2 separate regions of the Mus musculus genome follow, and region 1 is linked to region 2. Evidence: chromatin contacts called from public promoter capture Hi-C data. All regions are on one chromosome and are shown on one strand. Each heading gives the region's core, a stretch centred on a gene start, on an enhancer-like site or on the middle of the called end of the contact. The rest is flanking DNA. Distances are from core to core; before and after follow the strand shown. Region 1 holds the start of S100a14 (S100 calcium binding protein A14). Region 2 holds the start of Slc27a3 (solute carrier family 27 (fatty acid transporter), member 3).

The links. Capture Hi-C pulls out chosen DNA fragments and counts their contacts.
Region 1: a promoter capture Hi-C map of liver shows a contact between it and region 2. The contact joins the promoter of S100a14 here to the promoter of Slc27a3 in region 2. A contact is called at or near these places in 7 of 39 promoter capture datasets (the C10 cell line, cranial neural crest, frontonasal cranial neural crest and 4 more), 1 of 115 datasets of contacts at active chromatin or transcription factors (embryonic stem cells) and 3 of 9 other capture datasets (adipose tissue, liver and pancreatic islet).

Annotation. Positions count from the first base shown.
Region 1 is chr3:90,525,503-90,528,202 of GRCm38.p6, reverse strand. S100a14 (S100 calcium binding protein A14) reads right to left here and starts at 1,354. Exons shown (of 4, transcript NM_025393.4): 1 at 1,304-1,354; 2 at 910-1,031; 3 at 343-489; 4 at 1-125. The coding sequence starts at 939.
Region 2 is chr3:90,388,599-90,391,298 of GRCm38.p6, reverse strand. It overlaps Slc27a3 (solute carrier family 27 (fatty acid transporter), member 3), which reads left to right and starts at 1,361. Exons shown (of 10, transcript NM_011988.3): 1 at 1,361-2,127; 2 at 2,400-2,609. The coding sequence starts at 1,509.

The sequences.
Region 1 (2,700 bases), core at 105-2,604, 140 kb before region 2:
ACAGGCCTCTCCATCTTCACACTCTTGGCTGCTTCTCCAATCAACTCCCAGAAGCTTCCAAACTCCAGTTTCGAGTCATTACAGTTGCCCAGGTTGGCAATTTTCTCTTCTAACCCACAGTTGCTCTGAGGACAGGAAAGACATCAAAACTCAACAAGGCAGCACTTCCAGATCTTCCTGCCCCACCCTGGCCTGGGGCAAGTAGTAGGACAGGAACCTACCAGGTGTCCACAAAGGGGAAAGATACAGGGTTCCCAATGCCAGTGGGGTGGGGTCCTGGAGCACTAGCTTGGGAAGTCAGGGGTATGGGTGGGGGGTGGGGAGGGTCCACTCCCTCAGTACCGGCATGAGGTGTGGCAGCTGCTGGGTAACCAGGTCTCGAAGCTCAGCAGGGGTCAGTGTTTCCTTTTTACCCGCCACAGAGTATTTATGGAAGTTCTTGATGAGTGTCTCAATGGCCCTCTCTACATCACTGAATTCTTGGGCATCCTGAAGGAGATACAACCCACATGAGGAGGGCCCACCCACCCTACAAAACCCTTCTCAGGAGCCTGGAAAGTCAACAGGGTAGAAAGTGGCTAGAAGACACTCTAGAGGCCAGAATCCTGCCCACTCCCTCTCCTCTGGCACAGCGTCTAGGGCACAGTGGCCTCTGCCTTAAGATTAGGCAAGCCCTACACCCCCGATCTCAGGCAGGGCAGGCTCTAGCATGTGCCCAGACATCCTATTTCCAGAAGAAATTCATTTGCATCACCCTGTGTAGGCACAAGGGAGGGGATTTGGGACTTGCTGGCAATATCTACAGGCCAAGGCCTAGGAAGAGAGCAGAATTCAGTGAGGGGGCGCAAACCCTCATAACAGAAGAGGTGAATGTAAGAACAGAAAGACAGGCCAGATGAACGGGCCCACCTCAGCATTGGCTGACCGACACTGTCCCATCGTTCCTGGTACACTGGTCCTTCCTTCTGTGAGTTGAGTTTTGTCGTCTGTCCTATAGCCTGCCCCACAGGAGCTGATGGATCATGATCTACCTAGAGGAGGGGGAGACCTAAGGTGAGAAGAAAGCTCATTCTTCTTTTTTTCACGACCACGTTTGGCTCCACCCAACATATGCCTTCACCTTCACTGATCCAGCCCCTGACAAAGCCACAGCCCCCAAGCCAACTCACTCAGAGGGAATCCCCCTCAGCTCCATTCCTTCCCACCTCCTCCAGCCACCCCTGTAAGACTTGGGCAAGAGAGGCATGGGTTGCTCCCTGGAGAAGGACAGCCCATCCAGGTTGAAGGCGCTGAGCTTTCTTACCTGCTGGCAGCTGGGAGACAGGATGGAGGAGCCAGCTCACCTGAGCTCTGCTCTTATACCTGGGGGAAGGGAGGGGAGACGGGGCAGGGCCAGGGCCTTATCCCTCAGCCACCCCAGCTATTGCAGCCTCCTGGGCTGGGAGCCAGCTTTATGAGCCCCACCCTCTACAGCTCTAGAGTCAGTCCCCACCCCTATCATGAGGAGGAAGCCGTGGAGGGCTGGGTACGGGATGCCCCTGGCGCAAGATCACCTTACAGAGTCACAGGGAGAGGAAAAAGAAAAGCTAGGGAGATGCAGAGGGGATCTTAGCTAGGAGGGTAAGAACCTGAGGCAGCTATGATGCAGGGGAGCAGAGGGGGTCGACAAAAGAGAAGCAAGGGCTGATCAACGGAAGCTTATGGAAGGAGAAGCTTGAACGAGGCCCATGGATCTCTGTGCTTTGGCATCTCTCTTCTCCTCTCCCTTCCAACTAGAGCTAATTTGGCTTGGATCACTCGGGCCTGCTGAAACCTAGAGTCAAGCCTCTCAGTCCTGACAGCCTAGAGATGAAAGGTTGAAAGGAGAGGCCAGAGGAGTGTGTCCCAGTACTGGGAAGGCACTGAGCCTTCACCTGAAGTCCTGCCAGCACCCTGCAGCAGCCCAGGGTGCACATGTGCAAGCTCAAAGGAGTTACCTGGCAGGTAACCACCTCTCCAAACTGGTTACACTGCTACCTCCTCCCTCCTTCAAAGTCCTACCCTCTCCCTGAACGGCATCTCAATACCAGCCCTCCAAGCTACTACCCAGGCACCCCAGGGGAAACCTAAACTGTATTTCCTAGGACTGTGACTAACCCAACTAGCCTTCCTACCTGCCCAGGACCTAGGGCCTAAAGCCACAGGGAAGCAGAGACAGGTGGAAGGACAGAGGAGTCAGTGGAAGGATTGCATGGACCTAGAGTCAAAATTCCCTTCCTTACTCTGAAATCAGAGAATATGCCCAGACAGTCTTCCTGTGTCACATGCTGGAGGGCTCCTGTATTTCTGGTCTCAATCAGGGATTTGTCTACATGTCTCATTTAGAGACCTCTGAAAGGCATCAATCTGGAGACCCTACAAGGGTCTCGTCATCTGAAGGGCCAGGAATTCGGAAAACCTCTCAAATGTGTCTACCGACATCCCTCTGGGGTCCCTCTGGGGCCTCTTTCCTGCCTCTTGATGGGGAATTTGTCTCTGCTAATTTTTCTCTGGTTGACTAGCTGCCCCAAGTGGACATCCACAGTTACAGCAGTGACAACCCAGGGCTTACATCACTGCCACACCCCTACTCTCTCTAGTGGTGAGTTATACAAAACACTTGCTCCTCAAGTCAGAGGATACTTGGGAGGGAAAACTCTGTCCCTAAATGCTCCAACTACC
Region 2 (2,700 bases), core at 112-2,611:
ACTTGGCTTTGATCTGAGATCCTTCCCACTAGAGTGAGTCAGACATCTAACCTTTCCACTTAGAAGCTGATGCTGGCACCATCTCCCTGCAGGCTGGCTGGCCTTGCCCATTGCTTCTCGGGAACTTCATCTTTAGGAGGTGGGGTGGGGTGGGAAGGGGAGGGGAGGGGTTACTTAGTAGATAAAAAACTTGCCACACACGAATGAGGACCAGAGTTCTATGGTGGCTTGCCTATGATCCCAGAGCTCAGAAGGCAGAGACTGGGTCCCTGGAGTCAGATGGCTGGCTAGCTATCAGTGAGCTCAGGGTTCAGCTGAGAGAGCCTACCTTGACGAATGAGGTGGAGAGTGATCTAGGATTCCTGACTTGTACCTTGGGCCTCCACCCCATGAATACACAAGTGCACTCAAGCGTGCACATAATCCACACACCTAAGACCTCCATATCCTCCAAAGCCAGCATTCGCCCCTCACTTTAGTAAGTGCACTGTTCCCAGGGGTTTAGGCAGGGAAGGGTGCTCTACGTTGAGTTTTGAAGGAGAGAGGATGAAAGCTCAAATGCCAGGGCAGGAGACGCTCTTCCAGTCTGACTGCTTACTGTCCCCATATAGCAGCAGAGGATAGTCCCAGATCATGCTTTCAGCTTCCCTGTCCAGGGACATTCGATGCCTTGCTGAGGAGAGGTAAAGGCTAGGTTTAGTGCACACACTCCATTGATTCAGCCTGGACATTTTCCTCTTCTGAGAATCCATGCTCTTTTAAAGCCACTACTTTTGAAACTCTAAACCACCAAGAGGCCTCTTTTTTCTTCCTCTTCCCATCCCCAGTTTCCACTGCACCGATTAAAACCAGGATGGGAAACATTTGCTGCCTGGTCCCAATTATTGTATCCTTGCCTAAAATGAAGGGCTTCCCTTCACAAGTCTGGCAGATTGGCCTCCACCTTTCCCGTAACTTAATTCTCAGGCTCCCCCACCCATTCCCTGGGGGGTTGCTATTGCTGCTGGTAGCTGGAGGCAGCTGTTTTGCCCAGACTTGCAGACCCGACCTGGCCAGGGGCCAGATTCTTCAGTCGCCTTAGGAAGAGAGCAGTGGTACCATCCCATCATGGGTGACAAAGAACAATCAAAGGATTGAATGGCTCCAGGACCAGGACTATAAGCCAGCCAATAGCTTAGGTGGCCATGAAAATGCACAGCTGTGGGGTTGGAGGGTAGGCACCTCTTTGGACCCGACAGGCTGCTGGCCACCAGCGGTCAAATTCCGGAGCGTGTGCGCCTAGGGCGGGGCCTGGGTTGTGGGGAGGGCCGGGCCGCCCCCGACTCTCGCACTCCTGGCTCCCGCGCCACACCGCAGAAGCTGGGTGGGAAGGGCGGGTGCCAGCGCACGCGCGCCACGTTCCCGGGAAGAAAGGTTGTCCGAGCCGGACCAAAGCTGGCTTAGTGTTTCAGGAAGGACCACCTGGAGTGTGTGTGAGCTGCTGGGACGGACTAGAGGAAAAGGGCACCATGGCGGCCCTCCTGCTGCTGCTGCCCTTACTCTTGCTCCTGCCTCTGCTGCTGAAGCTAGACGTCTGGCCTCAGCTGCGCTGGCTGCCGGCCGACCTGGCCTTCACAGTTCGCGCCCTCCGCTGCAAAAGGGCCCTTCGAGCACGCGCGCTGGCCGCAGCGGCCGCCGACCCCGAAAGCTCTGAGAGCGGGTGCAGTCTGGCCTGGCGTCTCGCGTACCTGGCCCGGGAGCAGCCGACACACACCTTCCTCATCCACGGCGCGCAGCGCTTTAGCTACGCGGAGGCTGAGCGCGAGAGCAACCGGATTGCTCGCGCCTTTCTGCGCGCACGGGGCTGGACCGGGGGCCGCCGAGGCTCGGGCAGGGGCAGCACTGAGGAAGGCGCACGCGTGGCGCCTCCGGCTGGAGATGCGGCTGCTAGAGGGACGACCGCGCCCCCTCTGGCACCCGGGGCGACCGTGGCGCTGCTCCTCCCAGCGGGCCCGGATTTCCTTTGGATTTGGTTCGGACTGGCCAAAGCTGGCCTGCGCACGGCCTTTGTGCCCACCGCTTTACGCCGAGGACCCCTGCTGCACTGCCTCCGCAGCTGCGGTGCGAGTGCGCTCGTGCTGGCCACAGGTAAGGCTGCGAGCCAGAGAGGGCGCGCCTGCTCCCTAGACCCGAGGTGCAGAAGTGAGTGGGAATAAGAAAGAGGCCTGGGTTTGGGGAGGGATGTGCTAGACCCAAAGAATTCTTAAGCCGTCGGATTACAGGTCCCAGGCAAGACGTGGGATCCCCACATTGCCACCCTCACCCTAGAGCATTGCACAAGGACAGAGCAAACCAACCAGGTGATGGAAGGCTTTAGAGTAGCTGGAGAACCTCGAAGCTGGGTTTGCCTACCCTTGTAGAGTTCCTGGAGTCCCTGGAGCCGGACCTGCCGGCCTTGAGAGCCATGGGGCTCCACCTATGGGCGACGGGCCCTGAAACTAATGTAGCTGGAATCAGCAATTTGCTATCGGAAGCAGCAGACCAAGTGGATGAGCCAGTGCCGGGGTACCTCTCTGCCCCCCAGAACATAATGGACACCTGCCTGTACATCTTCACCTCTGGCACTACTGGTGAGGACTGGATACAATACTTCTCAGACACTGAGGCAGAGGGTGGCAAGGTCTGGGGAGAGGACTGGGACGCTTGTCACTTTCAGATCAC